2 separate regions of the Anas platyrhynchos genome follow, and region 2 is linked to region 1. Evidence: chromatin contacts called from public Hi-C data. All regions are on one chromosome and are shown on one strand. Each heading gives the region's core, a stretch centred on a gene start, on an enhancer-like site or on the middle of the called end of the contact. The rest is flanking DNA. Distances are from core to core; before and after follow the strand shown. Region 1 holds the start of CFDP1 (craniofacial development protein 1). Region 2 overlaps WDR59 (WD repeat domain 59).

Region 1 (2,825 bases), core at 44-2,543:
CCAGCCGTTACGGTGGCACACGAGCAACAGAAGTTACAGAAAGCACGTTCTCCAGTGCACGTTTGTGGCACATAGCCCTTCAGATCAGGCTCTGCCACCAGCCTGGAGGCAGAAAGCCTTCACACGGCCTCGAGCAGGGGAGGAAGCGCACACTGAGGCACCCCTCGAGTTGCGCTCCCTTGTTACTCGATTCACAGAGCCCAGGAGTGGGGCAGGTCTTTGGAGTCCCTTCCATTTTCAAGCGCTAACATCCGAAAGAAAGCTAGAGAGTGGCTAAAATCCGTAGGAACGAAACCACCACCACACAGAACGTCTGACCCACGCCTAAAATGAGGGCTTCGAAGGGAATCATGTTTTTCCCTGCGGCTCTGTAAACTCCTGCGATGGCAGCACCTGCGGAGAGGGGGAGAAAGCAGAAAGGTTACTGCGTGGCGTGGAAAACACACGGCTGTGCCACGGGGAGGGGGCTACAGCCCAGCGGGCTGGATATGTGATAAATCTTATCCACCAGGCAACGAATGTGGCTGGCAACGGGGATTAATGGAGAAAAGCATTGGCAGAGCTCTGCCAAGCCCCCCGTGAGGTGCTGAGCTGTCTGGGGGCAGCCTCTGGCTCCAAACCACGATGAGCCAGCCCACAGACACGGCCCATTTTTTACACAGCCCCCAAACCTGGGTGTTTTTTGCCCAAAGCGGCCGGTGCCGTACTGGTGAGGATGCCGGCGGTGATGGGTCCCACGATGCCCATCAGCAGCAGGCCCAGCGACATGAAGCGGCCGTACTTGTGGCGCCGCAGCGTGAAGAGGGCGAGCAGGGCGGCGGGGACGTGGAAGGAGAGCGAGGAGACGAGCGCCCAGAGGAACACCCCGTACCACATCTCTGCGGGGGGACGGCGCGTCATGGCGGGGCCGGGCAGGCCCGGGCTAGGCCCGAGGTAGGCCCAGCGGCCTCCAGCGGCCCCCCGGGAAGGCCGGGCCCGGCTCCCAGCCCCGTTCTCGGTTGTGTCCGTACCTGAGAAGGCCGCCAGCGGGTTGGAGTAGGCGGCGGTGCCGTTACCGGAGCGCGGCACCAAGCGCAGGCTGAGGATCTGCTGCAGCAGCCCGCCGCTCGCCTCGCCGCCCTCCATCGCTTCACCAGCCCCTCCCTCCTCCCCCCGCCTCGACCAATAGGAGAGCGCAGCGCGCTGACAGGCACCTCCATCCACCAACCAGCACCGCGCTGCCATGGCAACGGCTGCGGGGCGCCACCCGGAAGCGGAGGGGCTGCGGGCCGGGCTTCCCTCCAGGGCGGACAGCGGGGTCCTCCCCTCTAGGGGGCGCTGGAGGGCGGCGGCGGCGGCGGGGGCGGCGCTCTGGCGGCGGCGGCGGCTCTCGGTGGTTACCGGCGGCTCCATGTCGGGCTGTGAGGAGGAGGCGTACAGCTCGGCCGAGGACGAGGACTACGTGCCCTCGGGTGAGCCTCCCGCCGGGCCGGGGCTGGTTAGGGGAGCTTAATTAATCACCGGGGAGCTTAATTAATCGCCGGGGGGCCTAACGAGCGCGGTGCGTTGCCGGTTGTGCCCGCAGGCGCGGAGTACAGCGAGGATGAGGGCGGCGAGCTGCTGGAGGAGGAGGAGGAGGCGCGGCCCCGGGCAGCCCGCGGCAGGAGCAGCCCCCGCCGGCCCGCAGCCAGGTAGGGACGCGGCCGTGACGGGGAATTCACCGAAATTTGGCTTGTTTTTGGCGCTGTGCGGTGCTCCGCGAGGGTTTGTGGTTGGAAGGATGCTCGGTGAGGAGAAATGCCTCGTTTTGGTGCGTGTTATGGCTCGGGGCTGGGGGTTAAAAGGGTGGGAAGCCTCGGGACCCTCACCAGGGGCTGATTAGATCCGTTAATAATGCCCTTAATTAAGCAGTTTTTCATCTGGGCATCCTAAAACCATACATATAAGGCATATTTAAGGCCTCCTCACCTGGAGGTTCCTCCACGATCCACCTGTATGCCCACACTGTATGCCCCCCTATAAGCCCCATTTAGGGCTTCTCACCACGTTTTCCACCTAATTACTGTCATTTCTGATCAGGGCAGGCCTGTAATTAACCAGCTCACCCCCTCCGAGGTTAGGGGAAGCCTCCCAGGGTGCTGTAGCCAGAATACGGGGCGTCTGTATTGTTTTGCCCAACTAAGTTTGGTGTCTGGGGTGGTGCTGCAGGGTCTCAGTGCGGTTTTTTGGGTGTCTGCTTCCAGGAAGAGGAAGAAAGGAGGCCTCGTGCTAGAGCCCGATGAGAAAGAGGAAGGCAAGGCTCAGGAAAGTGAAGAGGAGGAGGTGGACGACTTGAAGCAGGCAGAAAAAGACAGGGAAGAAGAAGAGAAAAAGAAAGAGGACGCGCTTTGGGCCAGCTTCCTTAGCGATGTGGGACAGAAGCCCAAAGCAGCGGTGGCCACGCAAGCTGACAAGGTACCGGGGCCTTCACCGAGGGGATGTGTTATAAATGGCATTCCTCACAGATGTGTGTGGGAAGGGGCTGAAGTTGGGAAGTGCTGGTTCTGGCTGGTGGAGGGGATGGATTTGCTCCTGCCCCATCCATCTTATAAGTCTGGAGCCCCACCATGGGCAAAACATATGCAGCTGGTGGTCTTCCAGACAGGGAGGTCTACAGTCTGATGGCGCTGATTTTTTTGGAGATGCTCATAAGCATCCTGGAGTGTCCCATGGAGCCCTGGTGGCTTCCCTTCCTGTTGTTGGGTCCCCTTGTGAAGTAGAAACAGTGAGGCCTGGTCTGAGTTACCTTGTGTGTACAACTCTCCCCCGTGGCTTCTTGAGCCTCTCCCGCTGCTCCAAAGCTAGGG
Region 2 (3,003 bases), core at 131-2,630, 120 kb after region 1:
CCTCTTGGAACTTTCTTCTCTGGGTATCTCATTCGTAAAGAGCCTGAGCCTTTTCGATTTGCTGTAAGATCTTCAGCAGCAGAAATTCCAAGAGTCCAAGTCCGCAGCTGGGTCCCTGCAGTCGAGCAGAGCAGGGCAGCAGGCTGGCTGGGAACAGGACCACACGACTCTTGGCTTGGTGGTGTTCTGCCACAAGTTGGATCCCACATCCTCGTGGAAGTGGTGTCTTGGGACCAAGCTAGTTTGGAGCCTGATAAATTAGCAGTGTGCTAGGGAAGGTGAAGGGTGGGGTTGGCAGGAGGATGGCAGTGATCCCTGGAGAACAGCAGAGGGCAGGATGGGATCCTCGTCGTGCTTGCAGTTTCAGATTGATCAGCAGGTTCCGGACTGCTCGCTGAGCTCATCTGTCCGCTTGCTTTTCAGACTGAATGTGAACAATATCCAGGAGACCTGCCAGAAGAATGCTGCCTCCGCCTTGGCTGTTGGACGGAGGGATCTCGTGCAGGTATTGTGTTGGTTCAGACCTCTTTCTCAAACTGCTTGTGCTGTCACCTCGATACCCGAACAGCCAGCTGGGCTCAGCACTTCTTCCAGGGAGCCTGAAATGTTCAACAAACCGAGGCCTGTGAACCAGCTGCAGGGGTGCTCTCTATCTCCTCGCTCTTGGCATCGAGAGGTCCCTCCCCAGGGCTGCCAGCAGGGTCCTGCACACGTTTCAGGGGGTTCCTGCAGGCAGAGCTGGGGATGCAGCCCGTTTTTGAGCCTGCAGAGGAAGTAACTGTGCACAAAGCTGCCTGGCTGCTGCTCGTATTTTCATCGGTGGTTTTGCCTTACGTAATCATTCCCGTTGTAATTAGCTCAGCACTCGTCCGCACTGGCACTACGTGCAGCTGGCTTCTCCCCAAGAAGAGCCTGAGCCCAGAGACCCCAGCTTCAACGAGTAATTGGAGAAAAATGCCCATTTTGGCCAGTCCCTTGCCGTGTGATCAGCCCACAGCAACAGGCAGAGCTTTTGATAGGAGCTGGCTGTGGCTGGCACTGCCAGAGGAGCCTCTGCACCTCTCCTGAGCTTTTGGCTCCCCCTAGCTCTGGGCAGGGAATGGCCAGAGCCATACCTGGTGTAAGCAGAAACCAACTCAAGCTGTTGTCTTGCTGTCAGGTTTTTAGCTTCATGGTGGGCTCAGCTAGAGAGAAGGTAGGTCTGGTAGCCCCTGTGCTTCATTTTGCTGCCTGGTTTGCCTGGAGGAGCAGAGCTTTGGTGGAGTAACTTCAGTAGGACTTTTCTGATACCTTTTTCTTGCTTTCTTATTCCCTGGCCCGTTGTTGTGGTTTAACCCAGCCGGCAGCTAGACACCACACGGCCATTCGCTCACCCTCCCACCTTCCTCTGTGGGATGGGGGAGAGAAAAGGGAAAGTGAAGCCTGGGAGTTGAGATAGAGACAGTTTATTTAGACAGGGAAATAACAGTAACAATAATAATAATAATAACAATAATGACGATAATAGTACTGCTACTAATAACGTGTACAAACAAGTGATGCACAATGCAATTGCTCACCACCCACTGACCGATGCCCAGTCTACCCCCAAGCAGTCCAGCCACCCCTATATATTTCTCAGCACGACCCCATACGGTACGGAATACCCCTTTGGCCAGTTTGGGTCAGCTGTCCTGGGTCTGTCCCCTCCCAGCTCTTGCTGCACCCCCAGCCTGCCCGCTGGCAGGACAGAGCAAGGAGCTGAGACGTCCTTGGCTTGGTGTAAGCACTGCTCTGCAACAATTAAAACATCGGGGTGTTATCAGCACTCTTCTCATCCTAAGCCAAAACACAGCACCCTACCAGCTACTAGGAGGAAAATTAACTCTGTCCTAACTGAAACCAGGACACTCGTGTAACTCCAACCTGTTGCAGCTTGCCTTGTTCATGGCATTCATGGAGCCGTGAGCAGTGCAGTTACATAGGAGACTTGCTCTGTAGCAGTGTGGGAAATGACATCTTTCCAGGTTCCTTTCTGTGCTGTCTTGTACTTAGTTTCTTGTCCTTGTTTCAGTTTCTTTGCTCAGTTTCTCTCCAGCTCACAGTGAGCAGCTGTAGGATTATGCTTGCTGGCTGCTCTTCTGGGTACTTGGAGCTTTGTCCCCACCATCCTCCTGTGCCATCAGCTCTGGTTGTCTCCTCTGATTTGTTGTCTTTCCAGCATCACACTCTCTTTCCTTTCCTGTTTTTTTTATGCCCAACCAACAACTTTGATTTTCCCTGGCATATCATGTTTTACCTGCTCCATTTTAAAAAGGCACAGCACAAAAACCAGTCCTAGATTTGATGCAGTCGTATGCCATCAGTGGGATGGAGACTGAAAAGGGGGAACTGATTCCAGAGTAAAGTAAAGGGAGGTGAATGAAGAAGAAACATGGCATGTGAGAAAGTACTTTATCAAATTTAAACCCTTTTGTGGTTTGTGAACATAAAGTGAACTAACAGGTCTGTGTAAACTCTCCTGGTAAACTCTGAGGAAGAATAGTCTATGGTTTAACCCAGTCTTAAAGCAGCTGGGACAGGGAAGGCATCAGCTGTGTGTTATTCTTGATATAATTTGTCACACTGGGGCTGGAACTGCTCCCTCTTGGTTTTAAAACACAATAAGTAAAAAAAATGCCATTCATATTTATCTGCGAGTGAATCTGTGCACACCTATACCCTCGCAGTCTGGCTGTTTCTAATTGTAGCTTTGATGTTTTTCCTTCCTGTCTGCCAGGTTTGGTCGCTGGCCATGGTAGCCACTGATCTCTGTCTTGGACCGAAGTCTGACCCAGATTTGGAGATACCTTGGGCACAACATCCATTTGGACGTCAATTACTGGAGTCCCTGTAGGTCTCTGAAGGCTGGGGAGGGACTGGGAATGGTTGCTGAAGCAGAGGGAGCCCTTCATGCCTATGTATGTTGTACGGCATCATTTCAGCCTTGGCGTGGTGCCACACCTTGTCTTTTTTTCCCTCTCT

What was found. Hi-C and Micro-C count contacts between places; a contact is called where the count stands out from the background.
Region 2: a contact with region 1 is called in a Hi-C map of skeletal muscle, with 4 times the contacts expected there. The contact joins the enhancer-like site here to the promoter of CFDP1 in region 1. A contact is called at or near these places in 2 of 8 Hi-C or Micro-C datasets (skeletal muscle and subcutaneous adipose tissue).

What each region holds. Positions count from the first base shown.
Region 1 is chr12:13,075,097-13,077,921 of IASCAAS_PekinDuck_T2T, reverse strand. It overlaps CFDP1 (craniofacial development protein 1), which reads left to right and starts at 1,293. Exons shown (of 7, transcript XM_027465748.3): 1 at 1,293-1,451; 2 at 1,565-1,670; 3 at 2,223-2,433. The coding sequence starts at 1,391. It overlaps TMEM170A (transmembrane protein 170A), which reads right to left and starts at 1,175. Exons shown (of 3, transcript XM_027465749.3): 1 at 1,011-1,175; 2 at 672-878; 3 at 1-393. The coding sequence starts at 1,125. The coding sequence ends at 263.
Region 2 is chr12:12,954,633-12,957,635 of IASCAAS_PekinDuck_T2T, reverse strand. WDR59 (WD repeat domain 59) reads left to right here. Exons shown (of 29, transcript XM_072044034.1): 23 at 424-505; 24 at 2,759-2,871. Among named protein-coding and RNA genes, the nearest start is that of FA2H, 10 kb to the right of the region's middle. Within about 2 kb of position 1,380, at least 3 of the 8 cell types and tissues checked have an H3K27ac peak or open chromatin away from gene starts, as enhancers often do.